Linked DNA regions of Mus musculus: regions 2, 3, 4, 5, 6 and 7 are each linked to region 1. Evidence: chromatin contacts called from public Hi-C and promoter capture Hi-C data. All regions are on one chromosome and are shown on one strand. The core of a region is the stretch at or near the end of the contact, and the rest is flanking DNA. Distances in the headings are between cores, read along the strand shown.

Region 1 (3,637 bases), core at 188-2,687:
GCTGATGGAGGTCAGAAGACAACTTTGGGTGTCAGTTCTCTGCTTCTTCCTGTACACCCTTCCAGGGCTCAAACTCAGGTCACCGGGCTTGTCTGGCAAGCACCTTTGCCTGCTGAGTCTCTAAGTACATTTAAAAGAAAAGGCGTATAATAAGATTTCTAGGTATGAAGTAGTCCCTGGCAGTCCCTATTCCTATGGGCTTCGTGGGTGCCTCGATATATCCCGCCGTTTCTGGTCTGTCTTCCTGTGTGCTATTTTGCTACCTGAACAGATAATAGTAACAAGGATTATGGTGGTGGTGGTGGTGGTGGTGTGGCAGCAGTTATGCTAAGGACAGAAAACATTTGTATAGCTCTTGAGTGTACTTCAGGAACTGTTCTGAGCACTTCACAAATACCAACCCAGGGATGCAAATCTTGTGATAGCTACTGCTTTTCACCCCCACTTTACAGCTAGAGAATCCAGGGAACAAAGCGGGTAAGTAGCTTGCTGTGCTTTGGAAACTGGGCTACATCACAGAGAAGGACGCTCCTGCCTTCGTTATCATTGAAGCCAGATGGGGAACCAAACAACTGCATCTTGTGCTGTATCTTATGATGAAAACCCCACAGGGAAGAGTTAAGCAGATGTGGAGGGGCCGTTAGAGTACTGGGATGGGAGTCCCTGAGACGCAGGCAGTCAGTAAAGTGTTTCCTTTATGAGTTATGGGAGGATGGGGTTTACTGACTTTCCCCGTGGCCTGTTCAGCTTGTTTTCCTTCTATAACTGAGGACCACCTGCTCAGAGGTGACACCACCCACATTGATTATTAATCAAGAAAATGCCCCCCAGGAACATGCTAACAGGCCCAGCTAGTGGGGACAATTCCCCAGTTAAGGTTCCCTCTTCCAGGTGACTTCCAGTTTGTATCTAGTTGAGAAAAACTAACCAGCTGTCCGACCACCACAGCTCTGAGCTGGCACTCTAAAGCTGTTCTGTTTTTGACGGCCACCTGAGCCACAAGTCACGTATGAGTCATCGAAGGGTTACTAATTGGAGTGCCTACACTGTTACCTTTAACCTAGACTGTTAGAATTAGGCACCCAGTGCCAGCCCAGAGCAGGTGACATTAGTTTGTCCTGAGCAGACGAAGTGACAAAGACTCCTAGAGAACACTGGCTCTCCGCCCCACCCAGAGCAGCTAGCTTGTGTTCAGGAAGCTTGCCTGTCATAAACAAATAAGAACTCCGCCCAGAAACCTCTGAGCCTTGCTTACATACGTGATCCTGACAGGCTTGGGGTGGCAGGAATGATCTGGGGTGCGAGGAAACAAAGACTCGTGCGCAACTGGATGCTGTTCGGAAGCAAGAGAAATTCCGCGAAGGACACTTTCACTGTTGTTTTCTAGGAACCAGACAGAACAAAGAGGAGCTTTGCCACAGAAAGCAGAAATCACTCAGATTAGCCAGCAGAGGGCGACGTTCAGCTACTTTTGGTCTTCATTCAGTTCCCTTGTTTGTGTCTTGTTCCCCCAAGGTCATGGGATGGCTACTCTAATTGTTGCCGATTTCCATGGGGTTGTTTGTGTCTGGGGGAAGTAATTCATACCGCCGCTGAGCGGAGCTGCCAGGGCCGTCTTGCTCACCCGTATGTGTGTTCCCTCATATTTAGAGTTGAGCCACAGTTGATATGTTGGAGAATAGGTTCCGCTTACAAGAACCAGCTAGTCCGAATGGGTCGTTTTGAAAAGCTAAGTTTCATTTCCCGCATCCTGGAACCTTCTCCCTAGAGAAGAGCTTTAAACAACCCAGAGCAGACCCCGGAGTCGTTGAAGATCTAACCGATTTGTAAGAGGTAAGGCTGGCGCGCTGGTTTGTTACTTTTTATTTATTTTTTATGATTTCCAAAGCCCAATTCTAAAAATGATTTGAGGCCACTTATAATACAAAATGTGCCTATAATAAAATCCTAAACTATAAACACATAAAGGATGAGAGACCCAGTAATTAACAGAGGAAGGCATCCATCAGATTCCACCAGAAAACTCAACTCTGGATCAAGGCCAGGGCAGGAAGTATAAGTCCCCCTTGTGAAGAAAACACAGTAATTCTTTAGCTGTCACATCACGTGAGCATGGGGGGAGGGGCACCTGGTACCAGCTGTCTGCTTTGGGGAGGGACAAATGCTGGGACAGATCTGCATGGAGGAGGACAGATCTGTATGACAGGAGAGTCTAAGACAGGAACCATGACTTCCCTTGGACCATCTTGAACCAAAGATCTCTTCTGGGTGGGATTTAAACTTTGAAGGAATAATTTACCAAGGGTAGACAGCAGGCACAGGAGTGAGTGGGAAACCTGGACTGGATACACGGAGAGGAAACAAACGGCCAACGCAAATGTAAGGGCATTTTCCCTCTTCCTCCTGAACCACTTCCCACTGTGGTATCCTCGATCCTTCCTTTGACCAAAAAGAACATCAGACTTCCGGCTCACATCCAGACTCGCACTTAGCTTACCAAACCCTTCTGGGAACTTGGGTAGAAGCCAGTGCTGTAACGTTGTACCAGTAGAAGGTTGACCTTCTCCTATCTGCAATGTGTGAGTGGTCTGGGCTGGCTGCTATGCAGCTCCAGCTGACTGGTATCTCTTTACATTTATTGGAGTGATTCACATAAACGCTCTGGCTTCTATGTCTTTAATGTTATAGGATTCTTACAGGAATTACAGGAATTAACATATGCCGAGTATTTAGAGCAGTATCTGCCGCAGACAAGTGTTTGCTGTTTTTGAGCATGTCACCAAGCCGTCTAACACACACTTTTCACACATTTTCTGTCATCACAAAACCTCTCTGAAGCCAATACTATTTATAGTCACATTTTATAATACAAAGTGAGAGCCTGAGAAATTGAGAAACATACTGATTAGCAACCTGCAGACACCAGATTAAAGTCAGTCGTGTGGCTCTAAATATTGCTCCATGCTTTCTGTGAGCTGTCCTGTGAATGGCTAAAATGAAAATTCTCCCTTAAATGGGTGCTTGATGTAAAAAGAAAAAAAAATTTTTTTAAAGATCCACAGATTCTTGCTTTACTCAAAGTCTAAGTCAGTGCCTGAATCTGTGACTGTGCCAGTTAGTCTCAGCGGTCACCTGATTGCATAGGATATTAGCAAAGAGAAAGGCTCTGGGTGGGTCTCTGAGAGTATTTCCTGCAGGCGTAACTGAAGGGTGAAGCCCCTCCCCTTGAGTGTGCAGCATCTTCCAGGTACTGCCAAGATGTGAGGGGAAAGGCTGCAAGCTTTGCCTGCCTGCCTTTGTCCCCTGAAGGTAACTCTACCCTGTAATATAGCACCTAAGCCCCTTGCATCTCTCACCCTTAGCATCAACTACTTAACTTAGGATCGGATACCTAACTTCGGCCTTCTCTTTCTTCTCCTGGACCAATTTCAAGCATTCTATCTGCCTTGAATTTACACCTCATAGACCCTGGATCCCTGAACAGTCTCTTTAACTAAGACCTTCCAGATTGGAAGATAAATTTTAGCCCTAAAAGAACTAAGGAAATCTTGCCATAACTCCTATAGACACTGACTGTGTTAGGAATTGTGTTAATAATTCCAATTTCATAATTTTGAATGTTCACCAAAAATGAATT
Region 2 (3,892 bases), core at 752-3,251, 1.4 Mb before region 1:
ACTTTAGTCCCAGCACTGGGGAGGCAGCGGCAGGCAGATCTCTGAGTTCAAGTCTAGCTTGGTCTACAGAGCTAGTTCCAGAACAGGACTACAGGACAGAACGAAAAAAACCCTCTCTATAAATAAATAAATAAATAAATAAATAAATAAATAAATAAATAAGCAGGCAAGTAAGTAAATAAATAAATATTTTAAAAAGAAGCGCTGATGAAACAAACAAAGCTTTGAAAGGACCAGGTCCTGAACCTGCCCATGGCTATCAGACAGCTCACTGACTCCACCCCAGACGGATCGTCAGTTGGCCTGTAAATTTAAGCGAGCTGTGTTAGACAGGAACATGGGATATGTCTGTACACTCGTTCAAGTGCTACTTACTACGCGGCATCGATAAATCTGTCTGTGAGATGCAGCATTACCTGATACACTCTCACTTGTAATGCACTGGGCCCCATCAGAGCCTCACTGGTCTGCTCTTCTTAGGAAACCTGAAGATGAAGTAGGGACAACTCTGTTGCTTTAAGGGTGAGTGGTCAGGATCTAGATGTGGTCTTGGATTTCAATACCCAATAAATATTTGTCAAAAAATAAAATAAAATAAAAAAGATTTTCCAAGAGAGAAAACGGAGAAGAACCTCATGCTATTACTGAACATATGTTGCTGTTGCTACATGTTATAATTATTTTCTCTCCTTCTCTATGTGGGCTGAGAATTCCTAGAAGGGAGGGACTCTGGGCTTCAGTTGTAGCAGTAATAGTGGCCAAAGTTAGCATCCCCCAAACCATCAGATCTGAAGGCATCCTGGTTGTGAACTGGCTCTTAATCAAGCCTACCTCTCACTAGTATTTCTTCCATGTAAATGGCCAAACCTATTGTAGGGTCAGGCAAACCTTTCACATAGACACCGTGTAAGCTGTGGTTAACTTTATTATTTAGATTGACTCTGAGAGTTGCCATTTATCTTCTGTGTAATAAAGAAGGTGTATCTGTGATTTCTTCATTTTATATTTGAAACTTCAGGGCCATAAGGCAATTTACAGAGCCATCAGGCACCAGTACAATCTTGTCATGGTCCTTCTGACAGGGATTTGCAAGACTCAGTGGATGGGACTACATTGACTGACCAGAAAAATTTTAGGAACCCTCCCCCCATACTTGACAAAAAACAATTTACATAATCAACATGGGAAACCAGAACTTATTTGTATTTTTAGAACTTACTAGATTTCCCCCAAAATAGATCAGTTACTTATTGTGTGTGTGTGTGGGGGGGGGGTATTAAACAAACAGACAAACAAAGAAAACCATTGTGGAGAAATAGGTAACATCTTCCATTTAAAATATGTGATAACTGAGAATCTGGGGAACGAAATGAAAGATGCCAGCTTTAGGTGAGAACAAACAACGTTGTACCTGAATTCTGTTCCTTCATAAGGCAGAAGCTTGGGTATTTCTAGAACGTTCCCTTTTGTTTGTAGTTAAATGCTGAGTATAACGCTAATGGGAAAGGGGCTAACTCCAACATAATATCTCAAATATATCGTGCTAGTTGTCATATATTGTCATCGCTTCCATTTCTGCCAAGAATGACCAGAAATTACAGCTGAAACAGCTATGAGCAGCTGGAAATTGTGTATGAAAGGAACTGAATTTTATTGTGCAGTAGATTCCAGCACACTAAACGAATGAAAGTTCCAGTCAGTGTGCTAAGGTACATCACAAAGCGGAATCCCTTACTACATACAGTTCTGTGGGCCTCGTTCTCCTCTATCAACGCCTCTGAACACAAATCCCACCGCACATGATCAATGGGCTGCCTGCAATCTCCCCCTTTAAGAGCTTGCTCCGCGGGACTAACGTTTGAACAGGCCCTGGGGCCCCTCCTCTGCCTCTGATTGGTCGGGGGCGGAGCACGAGGCACATCTGCCCGCCCAGAACGGTTAGCGGCGCTTTGTGATTGGCGTTCGAGGAGCATATATAAGGTGCAGTGTGGCCCCGCAGCGCTCAGTTTAGAGTCCGGCTCAGAACGGTTCTGTTGTCTGAAGGGAAGCGGCGGAGGGGGACTACGCGTCACCAGGTCTTTTCTCCACCGAGCTTTCAGACGCCGAGGGTACAACCACAGAGGAAGACCTGATCCCGCCTACAGCTCCTCTCGCAGCTTCAGAAGGCAAGCAGGCGTTCACCCTATCGTCTGGAAGCGAAGGCAGGATGGAGTTCAAGCTGGAGGCTCACCGCATCGTCAGCATCTCCCTGGGCAAGATCTACAACTCGCGGGTCCAGCGCGGCGGCATCAAGCTGCACAAGAACCTCTTGGTGTCGTTGGTGCTGCGCAGCGCCCGCCAAGTCTACCTGAGTGACCCCTGCCCTGGCCTCTACCTGGCTGGCCCTGCGGGGACCCCGGCGGTGCCGCCGCCTCAGCAGCCTGGAGAGCCTGTAGCCGGGCCACCCTCCGGCTGGGGAGAGCCGCCCCCGCCGGTCGCCCGTGCCGCCTGGCCGGAGCCCGAGCCTCAGCCGCAGCCTCAGCCTCAGCGTCCCTCCGTGTGCCACACGCCCGGAGCGGGAAGCTCAGAACCGGTGGCCGCGGTGGCCGGATCGGGGGAAGCTCTCCGGGGCGGAGAGGAGGACTCGGCGGCAGCTGCTTGGGGCCGCGTGGAGCGTCCGCGCGCGGCGTCTTCAGGAGGTGGCTCGGACGCGTGCCCCGAGGGGCCCCGGGCAGTGCGCCGCCCGTGCGGCTGTCCCCCGGCCGTGGAGGAGCGGTCCTCCGAGGACGGGTCCCCCGCGCCACCCGCCCCGTGTCCCAGGAAGCGTGGCGCAGCGGGAGTGGGTGGCGGCCGCGCGAGCTGCTCGGCACCCGGCTCTACCCCTCTCAAGAAGCCGCGCCGGAACTCGGAGGAGCAGCCAGTCACCGGCGAGGACGACACCGACGAGGAGATGGAGACCGGGAACGTGGCAAACCTCATCAGCATCTTCGGGTCTAGCTTCTCGGGACTCCTACGGAAAAGCCCCGCAGGCGGCCGAGAGGAAGAGGAGGCGGAGGAGGGCGGCCCGGAAGCCGCCGAGCCGGGGCAGATCTGCTGCGACAAGCCGGTGCTGAGAGACATGAGCCCCTGGAGCACAGCCATCGTGGCCTTCTGAGCCCCCGGGACCCGAGTGGCTGGAGCTTGAGCAGCGGGAGTCCCCGAAGTGCGGCCGGGGCCTCTCCCGGCCGCGAGGACGAGCCGAGACCGTAGGCGCTGGGCGCGTAGGGGAGACTGGTTGCTGCCGGGCAGCACATCGCCCCAGAAGGGGCAGCCCGGCTGGGCCGTGGCTCTCGAGTCTCATCCTGAGACCTAGAGTTGGAGGCTTATTGGAAGAGGACGATCGATCGTTAACTTTTGTATCTGTGTGTGTCCGTGTGTAAGTTTGTCTTGTGTTGAGACTGTTCTGTGATTCTGGAATGCACCACCCCTTCCCCGGGGCTTGAGACTTTGGGGGTGCAGACAGGGACTTTCCTCTGCCAGCAGCACAGAAAAGGAAGCTGCAGAAAGGCTCGAGGAAGGGGAGTTCCCCGTTCGATCTTGGGGGAGAGAGGGACTTTACACACACCTCTCTCTCATGAAAGCTACGACCGCACCGGGGCGCGGAGTGGCGTTTTCTCACAGGATTTCCTCAGACTAGAGGGAGTTCGTCTGGAGTAGAGACTTGTATTATTTTTCTCCCTCCCCATCCTTTCTCTGGCACAGAAGAAGCGCTTCTACCCTGTGATTACTCTGGGAAAGCAGAACATTAAGGGACCTTCAATTCCCCACAGGGGAAAAAAAGCTTGCTGAACTTCACAGAAGAGTTCAAGCTTGGAAATACGGAGTTTATAGAGAAAAGATATATTTTTTAAAAGCTCTAGCTCAGAACTTACTA
Region 3 (3,776 bases), core at 1,100-3,599, 1.5 Mb before region 1:
TGCCTCTGCCTCCCAAATGCCAGGATTAAAGGTGTGAACAACCACCAGCTGGCTACCTCTTAGGTACTGTGACCAAGTGTGAACACACTACCACACCCAGCTATTCGGTGCTAGGGATCAAACCCAAACCCAGTGCTTCATGCTTGCTACGAAAACACGCTGCCAACTGAGCTACATCCCAACCTGATTTGAGGAGTTTGGATCATTTCTTTTTGACAGGGTCTCACTGTGTAATACTGGCTGGCCTGGCTCATCATGTAGACCAGGCTGCCCAGACTAACATCTTAAAAGATCCACCTGCCTCAGCCTTCCAAGTGCTTAAATTAAAAGGCATGAATCACCACCTGACTTGAAGGTTTTTTGTTTTTTAAGATTTTTATTTTTATTTGTGTGTATGCCATGTGTGTGAAGGTACCCCTGGAAGTCAGAAGGGGGCATCAGACTCCCTGAAGCTGGAGTAAGAAGCCCAGCCAACTCCAACACACACACACACACACACACACACACACACACACACACACACACACACACATACACACACATACACACATATACACACACAAACACACATACACACACAAACACACATACAAACACACACACATACACACACAAACACACATACACACACACACACACACACACACACACACACACACACACACACATGAGTGCTGGGAACCCAACTCCAGTCCCCTGCAAGAGCAGCAGCAGGTGCTCTTACTGAGGCATCTTTCTAACCCCTCGATCTGAATTTTCAAAAACGAAATATTTCATGTTCTGCTGCAGACGCCAACCACCACACTCAATATCGTGTCCGTCGGGGGTTCTTGAAGACCTGCCATTTACCAGCTTTGTTCCGATTGGTCACCTCATTTGTACAAAGGGACAATAGTTCTGAATCTTGAGGTTGCAGCAAGAGGCAGCCACTCTAGGGACTGAGTTGTCAGTGTATGGTGATCGATCAGCACTAAACCAGAGCAGAAAGTGCCTTGTGGAGGAACTTACTCTGCGAACATGGCAGGAAGACGCTTCAGACCCTGCTCCACAGAGCCGTGAGCCTTGAACCTGCTCACTTACACAGGGTTTGCCCAGGATAAACCCCTTGGTTCCTAAACCGGTCCTGGGCCAATCTACTGTCAGTTTCCCAGGGTGCGGCTCAGACCAGATTGCCTGCCTCGGTGTTCCCTCCCCCATCCAGCTCCCTTAAAGGGAGATAGACATCCTTTCTGTTTCCATGGGACTCGGTTTGAACCCAGGGCCTCTTGCACAATAGGCAAATTCTCTACACCCATCCCTACATCCTCAGCCCATTTCTCCCCTTTTCCTTTTGAGAACATGTCTCACTAAATTGCCTAGGCTGGCCTCGAACTTGCAGCAGGATCCTCCTGCTTTAATCTCTGAACAACTGGGACTACAGGATTACACCCGCACAAGGGGTAGAACTGCCCTCTCTCTCCTGTGCTCTGCTAGGACCTTAGCTTTGTGCATCCTTTCCAGTAGCTACACCGGCCATCTAGCAGCACAAAAGATTAAGTAAGTGAAACTTGTTGGCCAAAGAAAGAAGAGAGACCACTTTCTCTTTTCAGAGACGTCTGAAATGTCCTGGTTCTTCTTACTGTTCCTTTGGGGGTAGGGGAATAGTCAAAATGGGTTTGGACATTGGAGAGACTTAGTCACCTCCTGGTTAGAAAGAGGAAGCTCCATGGATTTGGGCACAATTGCCAGCCATTTGGTGGCTCCTTCACGGAGGCCTGTACCCAGGTCTGTTCGGGAATCCTCCACTGCCCCAGAAGCGGTCCCTTCCCCAAGCAGCTGGCAATGCAGGCCCAGCTCTTGGTGGCTCCGGATGAGCAGTCAACGCCAGCTTACCCCAAGGCCTCAACGAACCTTGAATGATCTTGACCTAAGAGGGCGCCCAAGGGTGATGGGGCGGCCCTGCGGAGAAGCCCACCGACCCATCCCGAAACGTTCTCCACACAAAGTCCGGTCCTCAGCTTCTCGCTCCAGCGGAGCCGGTGGAGTCGGCTGAAGCTTGTCGCCTTTTGCGCTCCGGCTGCGCCCCCGAGTCACCCGGGCGCCCCTCCGCTTTCGCGCCCGTGTCCCCGGGGAGGGAGCTGATCGGCGCCCGGGACAACGGCCCCGTGGCAGCCAGTGAGCCCCAAATTCAGGGCGCATCCTCCGGCCGTCTAGGCGGCCCTGGCTCCAGGAGTGGAGCGGAGCCGAGGAGGCTCTGGGCTCCCGGCGTGCGCCCGGGTCGAGTGGCCACGACCCTGGGAGGCCGCGGGAGGCTGGGGGGTGGGGACAGGCCGAGGTCGCGGCTCCTCCAGCCCCTTCCGCCGCCCCTCCTCTCGCCTTCCTCGCCCTCTCTTCCCAGGCCGGCCCGCGAGGCCGCTGGCTGGGCCTTTCACCTTCAAGCAAAGCTATGAAGTAGCGGTCGCTACGGCTCCAGGCGCCCAGCGGGGCCAGGGGCGCCGCGCACTCCTGCCAGCCCGGCCTCGCCTCGTGGGACCCGGGGCGGGACACGCTCCGGGGACGAGGCCTGCGGGCCACACTCCCGTCCGCCCGCCCGAATTCAGGGCGAGTCCGGCCCGGGACTCTGCAGCGGCCCCGGACGGGGAGAGTGGGGCAGGGCCTCGCCTCTCCGAGGGATGGAGGGGATGGAGGCGGCGGCCAAGCCCGCGCGCCGCTCTCAGTGAGTACCGAGAGGACCCGGGCGGGGTGGCGGGGCACACCCGGGGACACCCGACCTCCGGCCGCCGCAGAGCTGGAAGGGTCGTGGAGGCTCGCCCTTCCTGTCCATTTTCATTCCAGGTTTTTTTCTGAGTTAGAGCATCGGTGCTAGGAGTTACGACATCTTCCAGGAAGGTCGTCCGGAGGCCTTCAGTCCCGACTGTCTCATTCCTTAAGGTCTGCGGACAAGTCTAGAGCGAAGCTCCAGGGTTGACCCATCAATTTTTCTAAAAGCTCACATTACAACCTGGGCTTCTGGATTGGATCTCAGAGAAGAGGTAGCTGAGCCACAAAGAGAAACCTAGTACATTTTCGATCAGTGATTCTCAGTCTTAATGCTGCGACCCTTTAGTACAGTTTAAGTTTATCATGTGGTGATCTCCAACCATAAAATTATTTTCGTTGCTACTTAATGACCGTAATCTTGCTACTGTTACGAATCATAATGTGAATATCTGATATGCAGTATATCTGATATGCGACCCCGTGATGCCAAGAACCGCTGCTCCAGATGATCTAGTAGAGAAAATGACTTCTACTATCCCTAAACTTCACAGATTTACTGCTGTGAAATTCTGTGTTATATATGTATCTTGCTTCATAAAATATGTATATTCTGAAAAACATGTTAATTTAATAATTATAATGAATTACTTTAAGAGACTTACCTTTAAGAACATCTTATGGTGGATCCCTATTGTGAGAAGGGAATAATTAACCTCTAATATATACTCTATGCCCAAATTCTTACACGCTGAGAGTTTACTTCCTATGGGACACAGGTAGACTAGGGTGACTTCTGAGTGTTCTGAGTAGTCACTAAGACACAGTAGCTTATACAGGGAGTAAAACAGTTGTCACGTCATTCTCTGTAAAGCTATTGGAATCAGCCAGGCCACCAAGGGGCCGTATAATTCTAGTGAGTCTTGGGACCTCTGCGGACTCAGGTCTTACCTGAGAACAAGGGGTGCGGTTAAAGGCTCACTGTTCTCGGAGAGTCCTGGCTTGGAATGGAAAGGTTCTGGTTACAAGCTTGTCTCCCC
Region 4 (3,963 bases), core at 531-3,030, 1.3 Mb before region 1:
CCGAGTCCCAACAGCTAACTTAGAAGCGCATTCCTGAGCAGACAAGCAGAGGTCTGGAAGAGAAAAGAATGCAGCTGTGTGGAGGGGCTAAGGGTGAGAAGGAAGAATGGATGAGCAGGAGGCAAAAGCATCCAGCCCTTGGAGATTCTGCCTTGGGAAACGATGCGAAAGAAGTGAAATTACTTCCGAGATAGGAAAACAATCCGTTTTCACTCTCAGGAATCAAGTTACCCCTCCTTCACTGACTCAATGGGCTGGCTGTGGTTTCAGGAGAGCCCCAGACAGTCTAGAACAAAGACGTCTTGCTCAGCTTTGCATTTCAAACTTGATTCCCCCCTCCCACCCTGCCCGCTCCCTAGCTAGTGAATGCTTAATATTCTCAGAGCCTGGGTGCTGAGAGAGAGAGAGAGAGAGAGAGAGAGAGAGAGAGAGAGAGAGAGAGAGAGAGAGAAGGCTTCCCATTTTTCAAGGAGATCCTTTGTCTCTATCTAGAAGTGCAGCTTGGGCACTTGAGAGAGCATAAAGCAAAGCGTTCAGTCTCAGCACTGAGAAGAGTTAATTCAGGAAGAAAGGAGCTTAGGCCCCGAGGATAGAAGACTGGAAAACCTGGCAGGAGGCTCAGAAGACACGAGGAGGAAGGTGCCATGGGCCCTACCTGCTACCCAGAGCCTCAGGGTGGAATGTCAAGGGGGTAGTAACAGCCCTTCACAGGAAGTAGGAAGTTGAGAGGCTATGCTCCACTTCACATATGGGTCTCTGTGACTCCCTCCATGTCTTTCCATAGCAGCCTAACACTTTGGAAACACAAGCAAATTGTGCTTCAGCAGAGAAAAGGGCTTTGCTTTCCTGTAGCTTGCCTCAGACTAAACTTTCCAAGTGGTCTCTGGAAATACATAAGGAGGCTGGGTGTGAGGAGTCAGGACTCTGTCATGAGCTTATTGGGCCAGGGGGAGCCCTTGGCAGCATTTCCAAGTGGAGATCCAGAGCTGGGTCCTGAGGGAAGATAGGGCTGAGCTCAAGGAGTCTGGTGACAGGGAGCAGCTAGCCAGCCAGGAACATTTGTTAGGCATTGTCTGCACGCTGGGAACAAGTCATGTGTGTCCCAAACCCAGCTGGACAAGCCGCAGGCGAGGATGTGGCTCCGGGACAGCATGTGAGACGGGCATTTAAGGGCTTTCATTCACGATAAGGTCAAACAATCCCACGGCATACTGAGTGTGATCTGGTCCGGTTCTCCTGTGAGCTGGTTGGCTGGCTTCTGAAGGTGGTGCTGCTGCTTCAGTTCATCACAGCTCATTGGAGCCGCACTTGGAGGTTGAACAGACAAAAACAGACCTCACACAGAGACACAGCGGTGAGAAAAATCCACAGAGGAGTAAATAGAGAGACCTGAGAATGCAGTCTGGAGAAAGGGCATTTGGGGTGACACCAGTCCTTTATGGCTCCCAAGAGCAGAGACAGTTCATGGACCATATAGGGACATTTAATCTCCAGTTCTAGCAAGCTGTCTACTGATCTGAAGCTAGCACATGCTGAACCAGGAGACTTCCTGGATTTGGTACCTCCAAGCAGAAGCCAGGACGCTGTGTAGGAGACTTGGGCATCTGTTTTGGTCACAAATCTGGACAACCTTCAAGTCCCCAACCCACTTACCCTCACCTTAAGACTTGATGACTGCCGAGTGAAATTCTAATTTTACACTTGCTGACTCAGAGGCAGAGGAGGATCTAGCTTTGAGTCAGAGCACCCATGTGGAAAGACCTCACTTCTTGGAGCTGGCTTCGAGCGTGGCTCTACCACTCACCAGCTGGGTGCCCTGGACAACTCCCTTCACCTCTCAGATCATGGTGTTCTGGTTTGTAGGATGGAGATGTTTGCCCAGGGTTAGGTTAGCACTTAGAACATCAATATAATAAAAGGTTAAGATGTGGCAGATTGTGTGAGAACTAGAGGAGCTTCACCATGCTATAAAACCACGGGACTACCCACGGGGCTTGTTTTCTTATTCATCAGAGCAGATGATAGTGTGAGAACATTCAGTTTAACACAAAGGCAAGGCAGATGCTGATGTAGGGTGGACGGGTTCTACCTTGAGTTGTCATAATAGAGAAGCGGCTTGGGGAGGGCACTTAGGACTCAGCTGGAGCAGCAGCGGCCAGGAGGAAGTTCTCACTAAGGCAAGATGGTCTCCTTTTGCTCTGTTCTCGAGCGTCTAGTTCAGCTGTGGAGATATTTTCACTCTTTAGCGAAGACAGTGGTCCATATCTGCCGACCCCTAGGTGACATCCAATTTGGACCAACTTGTGGCTGTGAAGTGGTCACAATTGAAGGTTTCAGTTTGTCTCAGCCTTAGCCTGCTCTTACACGTATTCTCCTAGCCTCGGCTTCATCTGGCTTAGCCCTTTCCCGTTTCTTGCATCCCAGCCTTGTCCCTGTGAGCCAGCTCCTGGTTCACAAGGAGGAAAGAAAGATTTCTGCCTCTCCCCAGGACCCTTGGTTGGTCAGCTGGGGTTGCTGGTGGGGTTGCTGAACAAGGCAGGCAGCCCCACATGGCGTGGTTGTGGGCAAGAAGCTGATCTGCACTGTGTGGGGGTGGGGACTGACGAGAACAGGCCCACAGTCCTGCCCCCCCCCCCTGCCTTCTGGCTGGAGGAAGTGAGTCCAGCCTGGGGCCTCAGCAGCTGAATCAGTGGTTCTTGGAAGGTGATGATGTCACCGTGACATGGCTGTTCCCCTCCCCCAGTCAAAGTCAAAAGGAGAGTGAGCGACACAAGTTTCTCAGGCAGAGGCCTGAAGCTCTTAGGGAAGTCTGTGTTCACAGTCTGTGCTGGTCCCTTGATGCTACCTTGGTAGCCATTGTCATCCTTGGACTTCCGCTCTTCTCACCCTTGTCCTTTTCATCATCCTGTGTGCTGGAATTCTGGGAAAATATTGATGATATTTTCTTTTCTTTTTTGGGGGAGTGGGGGGGAGGGGACGGGCGTGTCTAATGTTTTCCAGATTGGCATGGACTAGCTGAGAAATTGAGGATGACTTTTTATTTTATTTTATTTTTATTTCATGTTTTGCCTGCTTTTATGTTTCTGAGGGTGTTGGGTCCCCTGGAACTGTGAGCTGCCCTGTGGGTGCTGGGAAGTGAACTCAGGTCCTCTGGAAAAGCAGCCAGTGCTCTTAACTACTGAGCCATCTCTCCAGTTCCCTGTGGATGACAGTTTCTAATCCTCCTGCCTCTACTGGAGTGCTAGGGTTTATGGACGTGACCACATGCTGGGGAGAGAACTCTTGGGTGGTACATGCTCAGCAAGCAGTTACCAACAGATCTACACTGGCAGCCCATCTTGATGATTTTAACCGTTTCCTGTCTTTGTTCTCCCATATGAATAGATGCACAAATCATAGAATATCATCTTGTCTGGCCAGGTGTGGTGGACTTTTTGGGATACAGAACTATCATGTCCTCTTAAAGACAGCATGTGAAAATGTATGCCTCATTTCCAGTTTCACATCTTTGCCTTTAAAAAAAAATTAATCACTTCTTACTGTTAGGGGCCGTGTCTCACTGGGCTGAGTGGGGAAATGCTAAGCTGCCATCTTTCCCCTGTCAAGGGCTCCCCCATTACCTCACTACCTCATGGTTGGGAACGTGGTGAGAGACTGGAGATGGATAATTTTCTCTTCTTAGGTGTCAGCTGCTGTAATGAAAGCCAACAGCATTCTACTGTGAGGCTCTGGGGGAACCCAGCTGGGCTGGCTAGGCCAGGGATTCCCTAAAAACAAAACAAAAACAACACCCAGTCTTCCTGGAGACCTTGTGTTAGACTCACTTGGGATAAAACGGGGCCTTTTGTCAGTTGGCTTCTGCTTCTCCAGACCAACCTTGATGGTACAGGGAGCCCTGGCAATGCCTTACACTGCCCGATGCTGCCCCCTGCAGGTGCATTGCCGACAGGGTCCCGCTGTCTC
Region 5 (3,469 bases), core at 77-2,576, 2.0 Mb after region 1:
GACACCCCCCCCCAGCCTGTTCTGTTCTGTCAAAATGCACCCCTTTATACACTTATCTCTAATTGTGTCTTTACTTCTGTAGGATAGATTCTCCAGAGAAAGAAATGAATCAAAGAGCAAGCACAATTTAAAATTCTGGAGTTGGTGTCAATAAGTCACGTGGTTTACATCCCCACCAGTTTTCTCACCTCTTCACTAATCAGCAGTGCATTCTAGTGTTCTGTGCTAACCTACCAGACAAGCAAAACCCACCCACTTCACTGTTTTAATAAGCATCTTTCGCAGTCAACTCGCCGTGCTACTGACAGGCACACATTTCCTCTCCTCTCACTTAACTTCACGGTTTTGCCAAAATCCAGAGATTCTCCACTTCGTTCTTAGTCACTTGTGCCACTTCGGATGTATTCGAATTACTGGATTAAATGCTATAAATAGTGTTTTGGAACACTTTTAAGCCTCATAAAACTACTCTAAGGGGGTACACTTAATCGAGGCCTCTGAATAGCATCAAATCGCCTGCTCTAGCTCACAAGTGCCATTTAGGAAAGAAAACACAGCAAGGGGGATAGTGAAGTCTGAAAAGTTCAAGTTCCGGTGAACGCCCCTTTTCCTTTAACAGGTGTAAGCACCGCAACATTTTCCCGCTGGGAGCTCACTTGGGTGAGACATCCAACCCTGCCTCCGCCACCCAGGCGGTAGCCCCTCCACCAGCCCCTGACATGGCAGAGGCGCTGACACAACACTACATATGTCACAGGCTGCCCAGGAGACACTCGACAGCCCCCGAGGTCACATCCCGGGGATCAGCTCCCATCGTCCTGGACCCCGTCCACCGCACCGAGGTCCTCCAGCCTCACCAGCTGTTACAGTCACCACAGAAAAAGTCCACAGTGCGCCGGGGGCGCAATGACAGGCACCTCCACTGCTGGCAGCCGCGCGAGGAAACCCACCCGGACAGCCACGCACCCTTACCCAAGCTTCTGCTTCTCTTCCCTACTCATGGGCGCGGCCCCTGCCGTGCACACGGACGTGGCCAACACCAGACAGAGCGCGGCCGTCGCTGCCACCAGGCTCCATGACGCTCGCTGGGGGACCCGGCACCCACAGCCCCGGCAGCCGCCGGCTTTGCTCATGGCCCCGCGGTTCCGCGCACGCGCAGCTGCTACACCGGCACGGTGGGCCACATTGCGGGCTGCCGGCGGCGAGGAGGCTGCGAGCCGTGTCGAGGGCGGACTGTGGAGTGAGGCTGGCGGCCGCCGGCGCCAAACTGTTTGCCGAAGTCACCGAGCCGGTCCCCCAGCGCCAGCGCTGCCACCACCCTCCGCCCTCCACGGCTCGGAGCACCGCCCCCAGCTTTCCGGTGTCGTAGTCTAGGAAACCGCCTCTCCAAGGCTACTTCCGGGTAGAGCCGAAGTGAGATAGCCTCGGGACCAATGGAGACAGCCTCGGAGAGGGGCTGGCCGCAGCTACAGGACCTAGCATTGGCCCAGAGAAGCGGGACGTGGACAAAAGGCGGGACTGGGCAGGGAGCTGTCCCTTCGATCCACCTCCGACCCCAGGAGTTGCCACCTAGGAACTACTAGTCCCAAGGTGCACCGCTTCCTCCAGCTTGACTACAGACCTACGCGCAGGCGCCTTGCTAGATTTCTGCCTAGTAGCGCCCTGCGTTCTGGGACTTGTAGTCCTATTCTGTAAAGGCCACGCAGGTTCCAGGCGTTCTGTGTTCCGCAAGACCTTTGGCCAACCCTACCTCGTCGGTGGGCTGCCCAGTCCTTGAGACTCGTGAGTGCTTTGCCATTCTCTTCCTGAAGATTTTTTTTTTTTCCTGAGAGCTGACAGAATGAGACTTGCCCCCAGGTCGGTACCGAATGCCTGGGTGAACAGTGAAAATATTCTTCTGCCCTCGAGAAAATGACAACAAAACAAAACAAAACAAAAACTAGGAAATGAACAACAGCTAAATGACTCGAACCTTTGACGACCATGTGAGAGTTTTACTTTCATTAGCGCATATACACAACTCTAATATGTATATATCGTCCTTCTACTTTTGCACACGTAGCTTGAACTTTTGCACAAAGGCTTGGAAGAAGTTAGCAAACACTAATCTAACTCCTGAATTACTCCTCTAATTCAGTACCCCAGCAACTAAGCAGGACACTCAAAATGAAGGAGGCCAAGCAAAGCTAAGAACGTGATTAATAATAGTTATCTTAAAAGCCCATGAAGGAAAGAAGTGTACAATGCAAAAGTGATTTTTTTTTTTTAATTTAGTGAAGACTAGATGTTGTAATGAGTTGCAATGGCTGATTGGCAGGCTAACTGTGGGTAAAATGACAGGTGGGTTTCTCTTGCAAAAGCACATGTCTTTCTTTTGTGCCACTTCAGCAGGTGGCGGCAGAGTTGAGGAGCTTGGATGTGACCTCTGTGGCCACAGTAAATTTCGTATTTGTCCGTTCAGCAATATCGAGCTATCTGAAACCTCTTGCTTTTAATGCCTCACCACTTAAGTCTTATCTCTCTGACCATCCGGGTTACAAAATAACCTTTCTTCCTTCTCTCCTCTTTCAAAAACGCAGGTGTTTCCTGAAGGTTCTGTTTCGACTCCTTTGCTTCTTTGTACTCTCCGGGTTTCGCTTTAGTGATTTCTGACACGGATTAAGTCACCTTGTTGCTCGGATTGATTTCTAGATTTATATCTGTCCTGATCATTGGCCTTACATTCAATTTCCTTTCTGTCTGGTCCAAGAGAAACTCAAGTGTAAAATTATTTAATGCTTCAGACCTGTTTACTCACCCTCTTCTTTCCTAGTGTCCAACCAGTGGGTAAATCACCCAGATCCTTATCGCTACTATCTTTCAGACCATTGCCTTTCTAGTCCACATTTTCCTAGTTCCAGCTCTCATTATCTCTTTGCTGAACAGTTGCAACGTCCTAGTCTCCTCTACACTGCCACAGAGTAAGCTTCGATTTGCAAACCCTCTGAATTCCTCCTCCCTCTGCCTTCGATCTGCCCCTGCCCTCAAGTTCTATTCGACTACGAAGTAAATTCTCACACTCTTTTCCTTTCTTTATCTTTGCTCTTCTATCTCCTCTGTTATTCTGTAATCTTTGCCCCACGCCCACAAACCATTAAGACTTGGCTTAGATTCCATCACCACAAAACAGTTCTAAACCTTGCAGAAAGTGTTCAAACCACTCTCCTTCCTGTTCTTCCACAGTACTCTGTGTCTCTATTAGTGCATTTTTACATCCACTAGATTTTGATCGTTTGAGGGGTATTAACCAGCTTGTTTCTAAATAACCAGATTATTCTAAAAGGCCTAGTGCTGTGTCTCCCCCACTAGACATGTTCAAGAAGTGTTGATTTCTTATTCCTTCAGTTTCCTCACTATAAAGTGAGAATAATATGACCTTTCCCTGTAATCATATGAATACTGTACACATGAGCTCATTTCTGAATGATGT
Region 6 (3,784 bases), core at 917-3,416, 1.4 Mb before region 1:
GAGAGAGAGAGAGAGAGTGTGTGTGTGTGTGTGTGTGTGTGTGTGTGTGTGTGTGTGTATGTGTGTGTGTGTGTAAATTCCTGCAGGTGGGTTCTGGGGATCAAATTCAGGTCATCAGGCTTGGCTGCATGAGCCCTTATCTACCAAGATATCTCAGTGGCCCTCAATCCTGTTAATAAAATGATGTTCATGGATATGCTATCACACATCCTGAGACACTGATGTGGCTGGCTTGTCTTTTCTCCTGCAACAAGTGACCGAGGACAGTGTCCTAATAGAGTAGTAATACCTAGTCAGCAAGTAAAGTAAGTGCTAGTAGACTTGCAGGGGTAAATACCAATATGGCTGAGCAATAAAGAACTTTCCATGTTTCCCTCAAAGGCGAACAGAGAAATCCGCTGGTTACCTCTGCTATCTACTCACTGCCAGAGATAACCTTTGCAACCTGAATGTCAAAAACTTCAGTTCTGGGGCTGGTGAGATGGCTCAGCAGACAAAGGTGCCTGCGGCCAAGCCTGAGACTTGAGTTAGATCCCTGAGACCCACGCAGTGAAAGAGGAGAAGTTCCTGCAAGTTGTCCTCTGATTTCCACATGCATGCCACAACATTCACTTACCACTCCACAAAATAAGACAAAAACCCAAGAAAACCCTTCCATTCAAGGGAAAAGTATACAACTCTAACTCTAAATTTAAAAACAAAACCAACTAAAATCTTAATCAATTCCATAATATAGAACACAATTTCCAGGTAGGCAGATTTTACTGTTAAATATATACCTTCCTATTCCCCGACTAAATTAAAGCAAGGCAAAAGAAAAACCCTTTTAAGGAAACGTAGAGACAATCTTAGCCAAGCTGGCCTTTAATCCCAGCACTCAGGAAGCAGAGGCAGGCAGATCTCAGTGAGTTCAAGGGAGTTACACAGAGAAACTCTGTCTCAAAAAGCCAAAAAAAAAAAAAAAAGCAGTCATAATATATTTGATTGTGCATTGACTGTACACACCAAGGATAGTAAAGTATCTCATTTTAAGTTTCCCAGGACTCTTAAATACAAAAACAAACACCCACACAACTGGTCAGCTTTTACCACTATACAAGTAAGATGCAAGTAGCAACTAGTTAAAAGCAAAGAACACTTTGCAGTCAGTAGAACTTACTCTGTCTTAACTTCGCAGTTCTCAGATTTTTGACATTTCTCTGACATTCAAAGCATAAAACTGACACATTATTAGAAATAAGTTGCGACATCATAATTGCGCTTTCTTGCTTTTGTGTAATGGCTACAAAGTTGATACAACAAAGTGCAATTGATGTTTTCATCTCCCAACAGATAAACAAAGATGGAGTCAGGACAGTTCTGTCGCAAAACGAGGGCAGTAGGCTTCTAAAAAGGCAGAACGTGAAGTGAGGGAAACCTGTCAAACACCCAGGATGAAACCAAGGAGTTCAATAGAAACACTCATTTCCTTCGACACGGTGGGAAAACCCCGGTGGCTCACAAGAAACCCTCGGAAAGTTTGGTTTGGCTGATTGCATATTGTTTTCCTTCCAACATCAGCACCCGGCCTGGAGGACTTTTCCTCCCCCGGGAAAGCGCGCGTCCTCCCGCACCGGCTCCCGCACCCGCTGGACACTACCGGGCAAGCCGCGGGGTGGCCGTCCCGAGCTAGCTCCACGACTCCACAATGGAGCTCGCCCCCGCGCACGCCCACTCCAAGAGGGCCATTTCCCTTTTCCTGCCCAGATGCTGTCGGCCGGCTCCGGCGCGTCGCTCCCCACCTGCGGCGCGCGACCCCGAGGAAGTGGCGGTGCGGGCCGATAGTGGGACCCCAGGGGCCCGGCCCCAAACGACGCGCGGTGTCCGAGCACAGAGGCTGTGTCGCCCTGCCTCGATTTCCCTCCCCTCTCTCTGAGGCGGGAGTCCTCGGCCCACACTCACCCCTTCACTACAAAGAAGGGGTCCTCCATGGACATGGCGCCCGGCCCGGCAGCCCGAGCCCTCCCTGAGGTCTACCGTGGCCAGCGCCTCGGCCGGGGCGACCCGGAGCAGCAGTGCGCGCAGACCCGGGTGCCCGTCGGCCGTCGGTCCAGCAGTCGGTCAGCGCCGCGGGTCGAATCCCACTCCAAGCCGGCCCCCACGGCAGCCTCCTCCCCCGGCACCTCCGGCGTCTGGCCCCGCCCCCAGAACCTTCGCCACTACCAATCATGGACGCGTACCGCAGCCTCACTTCCGCACTCAGGCTCACGTGACCCAGATCGCCCAGGCCCTGCGCCGGAGAGGGGCGGAGCCTAGCTTGCGTCACTAGGCCCGAGAGGCGGGGCTCTGGATAGTGGGGGCGGTCTTCTGCTGCCTGGAGAAGGCAATGAGGATTTTAAGAAAGCTGTTGCTGTGTCTGATTTGCATAGACCTTTTACCTTTTCTCTACTTTTAATACTTGCTTTTAACTCCCTGTGATTTACATGCCCATCTAATCATCGTCTTGCACTAAAGGATTCTCAAAAGATCTGATTATGGTAAGGTCTTAGGTCATGCAGTGTGTAAAGGCTGTATAAACATCCTCAATCAATACTCTTTTGGAGGACGATCCTACTGTTTCTAATTTGTTAGAGACTTCATTCTTTCCTGTACAGGGTCACACAACCCCAGACACACAGATCCACAGATCCCGGACATTTGTACTTCATTCTGAAAGCAAAGAAGGAGCCAGACGGGATCACTTCCTTTCAACTACGATTGCAGAACATCCAGAGCATTTTATATGGCACAATTAGACACACTGTGCGTAACTTCTTGGATGAGAACTGTGACCTTTGATTATTGATAATCACTGAGCAGTGACTGAGCATTGGACAGGATTCTAAGTTATCTCACTGTCACATTCCTATTATTTATCATCTTCATTTTATGAATGAGCTTGGACTCCGAGAGGTTACGTGACTTAGCCAAATTCTTTAGTCTCCTTGGAGCTTGCATCAAACAAATTCCCTTTGAACCTGAAGTCCCCCATTCAATTCCTCATCTTTAAGATGTAAGGTGGTGGTGGCACACACCATTAAGACCCGCACTCAAGGGGCAGAGGCAGATGGATCTCTATGAGTCTGAGGCCAGTCTGGTCTAATGAGCTAGTTCTAGGACAGCCAGGATGTGTAGGGGTGGAGTAGGAGGAATGTTATGTGAACTCTGAGGCCCCAATGCCGTCAGGGACCCCTGAAGGAAGCTGTTGTTTAGAGGACAGCAAGAGGACATGATAGAGGAAGGGAGGAGAAGAGAAGTGAGAAGCAAAAGTCAAAGACGCCAGGCTTCTCTGAACTCCTGAAGGAGCGGTGGGTGGCAGGTGTCGGGAAGGGGAGCTGCCGGGAGAGTTGCAGGCTTTGGCTACCTACCTACTGAAATTCAGAGATAAAATGTTCATTGACAATGGCATGTAAGTGGAAGAGCAGATGAGCCTGATCCTTGAAGGTCAAACCTCAGCTCTGCTAGTCCCAGAAGCCGTGTCAAGCCAGGTTCTTAATTGTTGACTGTCCTGTCTCTGGATGGATACCATAGTAACATCTTTCTCCTACAGTGTACAAAGTATTGGCAAAATCCAGCACACCTGAGCTTCTTTACTCTGCTCAGGGCACTAAGGACTCCGAGATGAATACTCTTGTCCCCAAGGAGCTCCCAGGCCTGTGGAGAGGAGTATTCAATTCCAGATAATGAGAGGGCACAGGTAACTGGAGAAATGCACAGCCTAGATAGCAGAGCTGAGATACCAGCGTATTTTGTGGGTGTGTGGGGC
Region 7 (3,753 bases), core at 80-2,579, 1.8 Mb before region 1:
ATATATCCATGTAACTTTCTAAACTGCCTACTCCCCTGGGTTTTCTATTTGGAAATGAAAGTGATTCAGGAAGCTGAGTGGAGAGTTAGTTCATCACCAGACCTCCATGTTACCTGCATGGAGCCCTTAATTTTAAAAATGTGGAGGGACTATATCTAGCAGGACCAAATTCAGCCAAAAACATAACAACTATATTTAGAGTTCCTAAGAATCATAATAGTAATATTGTTAGCATCTTATACACAGTAATGTTCTCTTAAATTTCAAACTTATTATTAACATTACCATGTTTCCTATCACATGTCCTTCTGGCAACAGCGAATGCCAAATTTTATTTTATCATCCTCATTTTGTAAAGGTTCAGAGGCAAGGCCACTGAAACATTGTCATTCAGTGCCCGGCTACATAAATATTCGTTGGATATCAGAGAGATTATTCCATGTCCAGAATGATGCTATTCTCCAGGGTAAAAAACAAAAACAACAAACACACACATACAAACTTCATTACGCTCGACCATTAGCCACGCAATCTGCTACTAAGTTTTTGGAGGAAACAGCCCACGTCCTCTCATCCACCCATCTTTTACCTGCTTGAACCTGGCATACAGGTACAGGAGCTGCTCCCGGCTGGCTACCTGAACCAGGCCTTGGACGTGTGCGGCAGCCTTCTCAAACAGCTCGGCCAAACTCCGGGTCCCCTCGGCCTCGGGGGTCTGGAAGGATTCCATATCACCAGAGTCGTCCCCGGAGCTCAGTTCCCCACCGCTGTCGCCTGTGGTGGCCCCCGAGGGTAGGAACGGTGTGGCCATGTTCACTAGCTCGCTGTGGCCGGTCCTCCCCGGTGTGGCGCGGGTTCCCGGGCCTGATCCACCGGTCCGGGTGCGGAGCTCGAGCGGGAGTGGGAACGCAGTGAGCTGTCTGGCGGTCTCAGGTGATTCTGCCACTCCGCCTACCCGGGCGCACAGGACCGCCCCGTCCTCCCCCGGTTTCCCCTCGGGCTTCGCCCGGGTCGCTCCAACGGTGCGGGGTCTGGAGGCCGCTCGGCTGGAAGATGAGGGGAAGCCGGCGGCGCGGCGCGTGCGGCTGGGACGGGAGCTGGGAGGTGAAGCGGGGCGCGAGCTCGGCGGGTCGGACGCGCACCCGGGCACGCGCCGGTGGATACGGGGCCCCGCCTGCTCCGCTAGCGTGGGTTGCGGCGGCCGCGGTGCGGGATGGAGATACGGGCCTCGGTGACAGACAGGGGACGTCGCTCGTGGTTTTGGGGGGGACTTCGGAGTCACAAACTCCGGAACTCACCCGGATAGGGCCCCCAGGGGAAAGGGAAGGAGGCGGTCCATTAGTGTAGCTGCTAGAGTAGAGTCGCGGGAAACAGAGAGCTGAGGACAAAGGTTCCGCCGTTTCCTAACCACCCACTCTGACTTAAAATAGCGAGTCACCAACAGATGGAAACCTTCCTTCACTGCCCCACCGTGTGTCTAAATGGTTAGATGACTCTCTCCCATCAGTGTTTTGTTTTCCAAACTTGCTGCCCCCTCATTTCCCAGCGCTTTGAGAGAAGGCATCACCAGGCCCCCAAACCTGCATCATCTCATCTCAGTTGTGCCTCACCAGGCCCCCAAACCTGCATCGTCTCATCTCAGTTGTGCCTGTGCTTCTTGAAGTGAAACCCAGTTCTATAGCTCTGCCGGAAAGGAACAGATCTTTCCACGTCCAGCACACTGTCAAAAAGAAAAAGTGTATGCATACACAAAGTTCATTACGTCTACACGCAGACCGTGTACATTTGCTATCAGTTTTTACGAAAAGCACGTTTTGGTACTCTCTCCTGCAGGAATTTGAGAACCCCAATGTGGAATGTCGCTTGAAGAAACTGCTCTCAGTTTTTGGGGTGTCTCACATCAACTGTGTGTGTGTGTGTGTGTGTGTGTGTGTGTGTGTGTGTGTGTGTGTGTGTGTGTGTGTTGTTACTAGTAGTACTAGTAGTGGTGCTAGTAGTAGTAGTAGCTTTCACCAACCCAAAAGCTAAGAATGTCGTCAACTATCTTCTTGGGCCTGTAGGAAAGTTTTCCCCGTCTCAGTGTTACTGCTTCTCTGTGTACCCGCCAATGTATTTTTAGTTTGCTTTGATTTATGACTTTCTTTGTTCTGTAAAACTATGAAACTGTTTCCACATTGGAACTTGGAATTTGGGGTAACCTAAATTTGTAGTCACTCGAAGTGACTCCAGAATAAACTATTATTTATCTTTAAGATGAGTGTGGTGATTTGAGTAAGAGTGGCCCCAATAGGCTCATATACTCGAACGCGTGGTTATCGGGAAGTGGTACTACTTGTGAAAGATTAGGAGATAGGGCCTTGTTGGAGGAAGTGTGTCAATGAGCTTTCAAAAGCTCAACCCAAACCCAGTGGCTCACTCTTCCTGCTCCCTGTAGATCTGAGATGTACACCTCTCAGCTGCCTCTCCAGCACCACGTCTGCCTTCGTGCTGCCATACTTCCACCATGATGAAAATGGACTAACCCGCTGAAACTGTAAGCCAGCCCCAATTAAATGCTTTCTTTAATAAGAGTTGTGGTCATGATGTCTCTTCACAGCAATAGAAACCCTAACTAAGATAATGAGGGATGTGATTTTGGTATCAGCAGTGGCTAGTATGTTCTAAATATGGTAGAGACACACACTCATGTGTAGTCATTTATCACTAGTAGCTTAAAACTAATAAAAACACTAATAAACATAAGGCTAATAACAAAGAACTACAAAGAATGGTTATTGATTGACCATTTAGGATTAAACTTTCAACAGAACTTTGAACAGGATAAGTGAACAATGAGAAACAGGAAGAAGTTAAATGGCTTGGGTCTGACTTTCACGAACATTCTTTGAGAATAGAGAATGTTTCCACTATTAGTCCCTCCACAAAAGGAAAAACAAGGACAAATGCACACCTTATAACATGCATAGTGGTTTGAATAAAACTGGCCCCCATAGGCCGGTAGAGAATGGCACTATTACGAGGTGTGGCCTTGTTGAAGTGGGTGTGGCCTTGGGTGGGTGTGGCCTTGTTGGAGGACATATGTCATGGGGTGGGGGAGTGGGAGAGTTGTGGGGTAAGGGGTGGGCTTTGAGGTTTCAGAAGTTCAAGCCAGGTCTAGAGACTCACTGTTCTCTTCCTGATGCCTGTGGACCCAGATGTAGAACTCTCAGCTACTTCTTCAGTACCATGTCTGCCTGCGTGCCACCATGCTTCCCACCATGATGATAATGAACTAACCTGTAAGCCAGCTCCAATGAAATATTTTCCTTTATAAGAGTTGCCATGATCATAGTGTGTCTTCACTAAGACAATGTGATAACTGGAAGAAATAGGTCAGCAGAGTAGATTAAAAGGATACACTTAGTTCTACCTTAAGATGGAGAGCAGACTTTATTGATCTGATGTTGGTGCCCCAAATCTGAGGAGACAGGAGACTGCCGTGCAGGGTCTGGGATCCAGCTTTTGGAATGGAGAATTGAGGGGTGGAGGAGTTCACCAGGGTGGGAGAGAAGCCAGATGGCCTGTTTTGAGGCCTTCTGGCTCTAGGGCAGGGACAGGGATTAATTGCTTTCTGGAATTCCATGGAGATTCCTGACAACTCACTCCTGCTTTCATAGCCCTGGTTTTGAGGAAGGAGGTTTCTTTAATGACAATGACTTGTTGAATCTCAGTCTCTCTCTCTCTCTCTCTCTCTCTCTCTCTCTCTCTCTCTCT

What was found. Promoter capture Hi-C pulls out the DNA fragments that hold promoters and counts their contacts. Hi-C and Micro-C count contacts between places; a contact is called where the count stands out from the background.
Region 2: a contact with region 1 is called in a Hi-C map of CD8 T cells, with 5 times the contacts expected there. The contact joins the promoter of Ier5 here to the promoter of Rnasel in region 1. A contact is called at or near these places in 2 of 39 promoter capture datasets (the 3T3-L1 cell line and liver), 2 of 484 Hi-C or Micro-C datasets (CD8 T cells and muscle stem cells), 1 of 115 datasets of contacts at active chromatin or transcription factors (pancreatic cancer cells) and 2 of 9 other capture datasets (adipose tissue and liver).
Region 3: a promoter capture Hi-C map of the 3T3-L1 cell line shows a contact between it and region 1, with 2.5 times the contacts expected there. The contact joins the promoter of BC034090 here to the promoter of Rnasel in region 1.
Region 4: a contact with region 1 is called in a promoter capture Hi-C map of neutrophils, with 5 times the contacts expected there. The contact joins the enhancer-like site here to the promoter of Rnasel in region 1. A contact is called at or near these places in 2 of 39 promoter capture datasets (neutrophils and pre-B cells), 1 of 115 datasets of contacts at active chromatin or transcription factors (embryonic stem cells) and 1 of 9 other capture datasets (liver).
Region 5: a contact with region 1 is called in a promoter capture Hi-C map of pre-B cells, with 6 times the contacts expected there. The contact joins the promoter of Edem3 here to the promoter of Rnasel in region 1. A contact is called at or near these places in 2 of 39 promoter capture datasets (the C10 cell line and pre-B cells), 1 of 484 Hi-C or Micro-C datasets (CD4 T cells) and 1 of 9 other capture datasets (adipose tissue).
Region 6: a promoter capture Hi-C map of liver shows a contact between it and region 1, with 2.2 times the contacts expected there. The contact joins the promoter of Stx6 here to the promoter of Rnasel in region 1. A contact is called at or near these places in 4 of 39 promoter capture datasets (embryonic stem cells, liver and stem cell-derived epiblast-like cells), 1 of 484 Hi-C or Micro-C datasets (CD4 T cells), 1 of 115 datasets of contacts at active chromatin or transcription factors (embryonic stem cells) and 2 of 9 other capture datasets (adipose tissue and liver).
Region 7: a contact with region 1 is called in a Hi-C map of B cells, with 6 read pairs. The contact joins the promoter of Acbd6 here to the promoter of Rnasel in region 1. A contact is called at or near these places in 1 of 39 promoter capture datasets (neutrophils), 2 of 484 Hi-C or Micro-C datasets (B cells and regulatory T cells) and 1 of 115 datasets of contacts at active chromatin or transcription factors (astrocytes).

Annotation. Positions count from the first base shown.
Region 1 is chr1:153,747,226-153,750,862 of GRCm38.p6, reverse strand. Rnasel (ribonuclease L (2', 5'-oligoisoadenylate synthetase-dependent)) reads right to left here and starts at 1,437. Exons shown (of 9, transcript NM_011882.2): 1 at 1,256-1,437.
Region 2 is chr1:155,097,745-155,101,636 of GRCm38.p6, reverse strand. It overlaps Ier5 (immediate early response 5), which reads left to right and starts at 2,001. Exons shown (of 1, transcript NM_010500.2): 1 at 2,001-3,892. The coding sequence starts at 2,207. The coding sequence ends at 3,133.
Region 3 is chr1:155,243,105-155,246,880 of GRCm38.p6, reverse strand. BC034090 (cDNA sequence BC034090) reads left to right here and starts at 2,349. Exons shown (of 10, transcript NM_001370865.1): 1 at 2,349-2,695. The coding sequence starts at 2,652. Gm31102 (a long non-coding RNA gene) reads right to left here and starts at 3,752. Exons shown (of 4, transcript XR_878641.3): 1 at 3,402-3,752.
Region 4 is chr1:155,049,103-155,053,065 of GRCm38.p6, reverse strand. The region is part of intron 2 of Gm41980 (a long non-coding RNA gene); the gene reads left to right. Among named protein-coding and RNA genes, the nearest start is that of Gm41979, 3.2 kb to the right of the region's middle. Within about 2 kb of position 1,780, at least 166 of the 459 cell types and tissues checked have an H3K27ac peak or open chromatin away from gene starts, as enhancers often do. A contact at or near this core is called in neutrophils and pre-B cells, where this site is marked.
Region 5 is chr1:151,753,231-151,756,699 of GRCm38.p6, reverse strand. It overlaps Edem3 (ER degradation enhancer, mannosidase alpha-like 3), which reads right to left and starts at 1,326. Exons shown (of 20, transcript NM_001039644.2): 1 at 973-1,326. The coding sequence starts at 1,133. It overlaps 2810414N06Rik (RIKEN cDNA 2810414N06 gene), which reads left to right and starts at 1,682. Exons shown (of 2, transcript NR_151475.1): 1 at 1,682-1,857.
Region 6 is chr1:155,157,085-155,160,868 of GRCm38.p6, reverse strand. It overlaps Stx6 (syntaxin 6), which reads right to left and starts at 2,166. Exons shown (of 8, transcript NM_021433.3): 1 at 1,942-2,166. The coding sequence starts at 1,976.
Region 7 is chr1:155,555,696-155,559,448 of GRCm38.p6, reverse strand. Acbd6 (acyl-Coenzyme A binding domain containing 6) reads right to left here and starts at 1,329. Exons shown (of 8, transcript NM_028250.3): 1 at 590-1,329. The coding sequence starts at 811.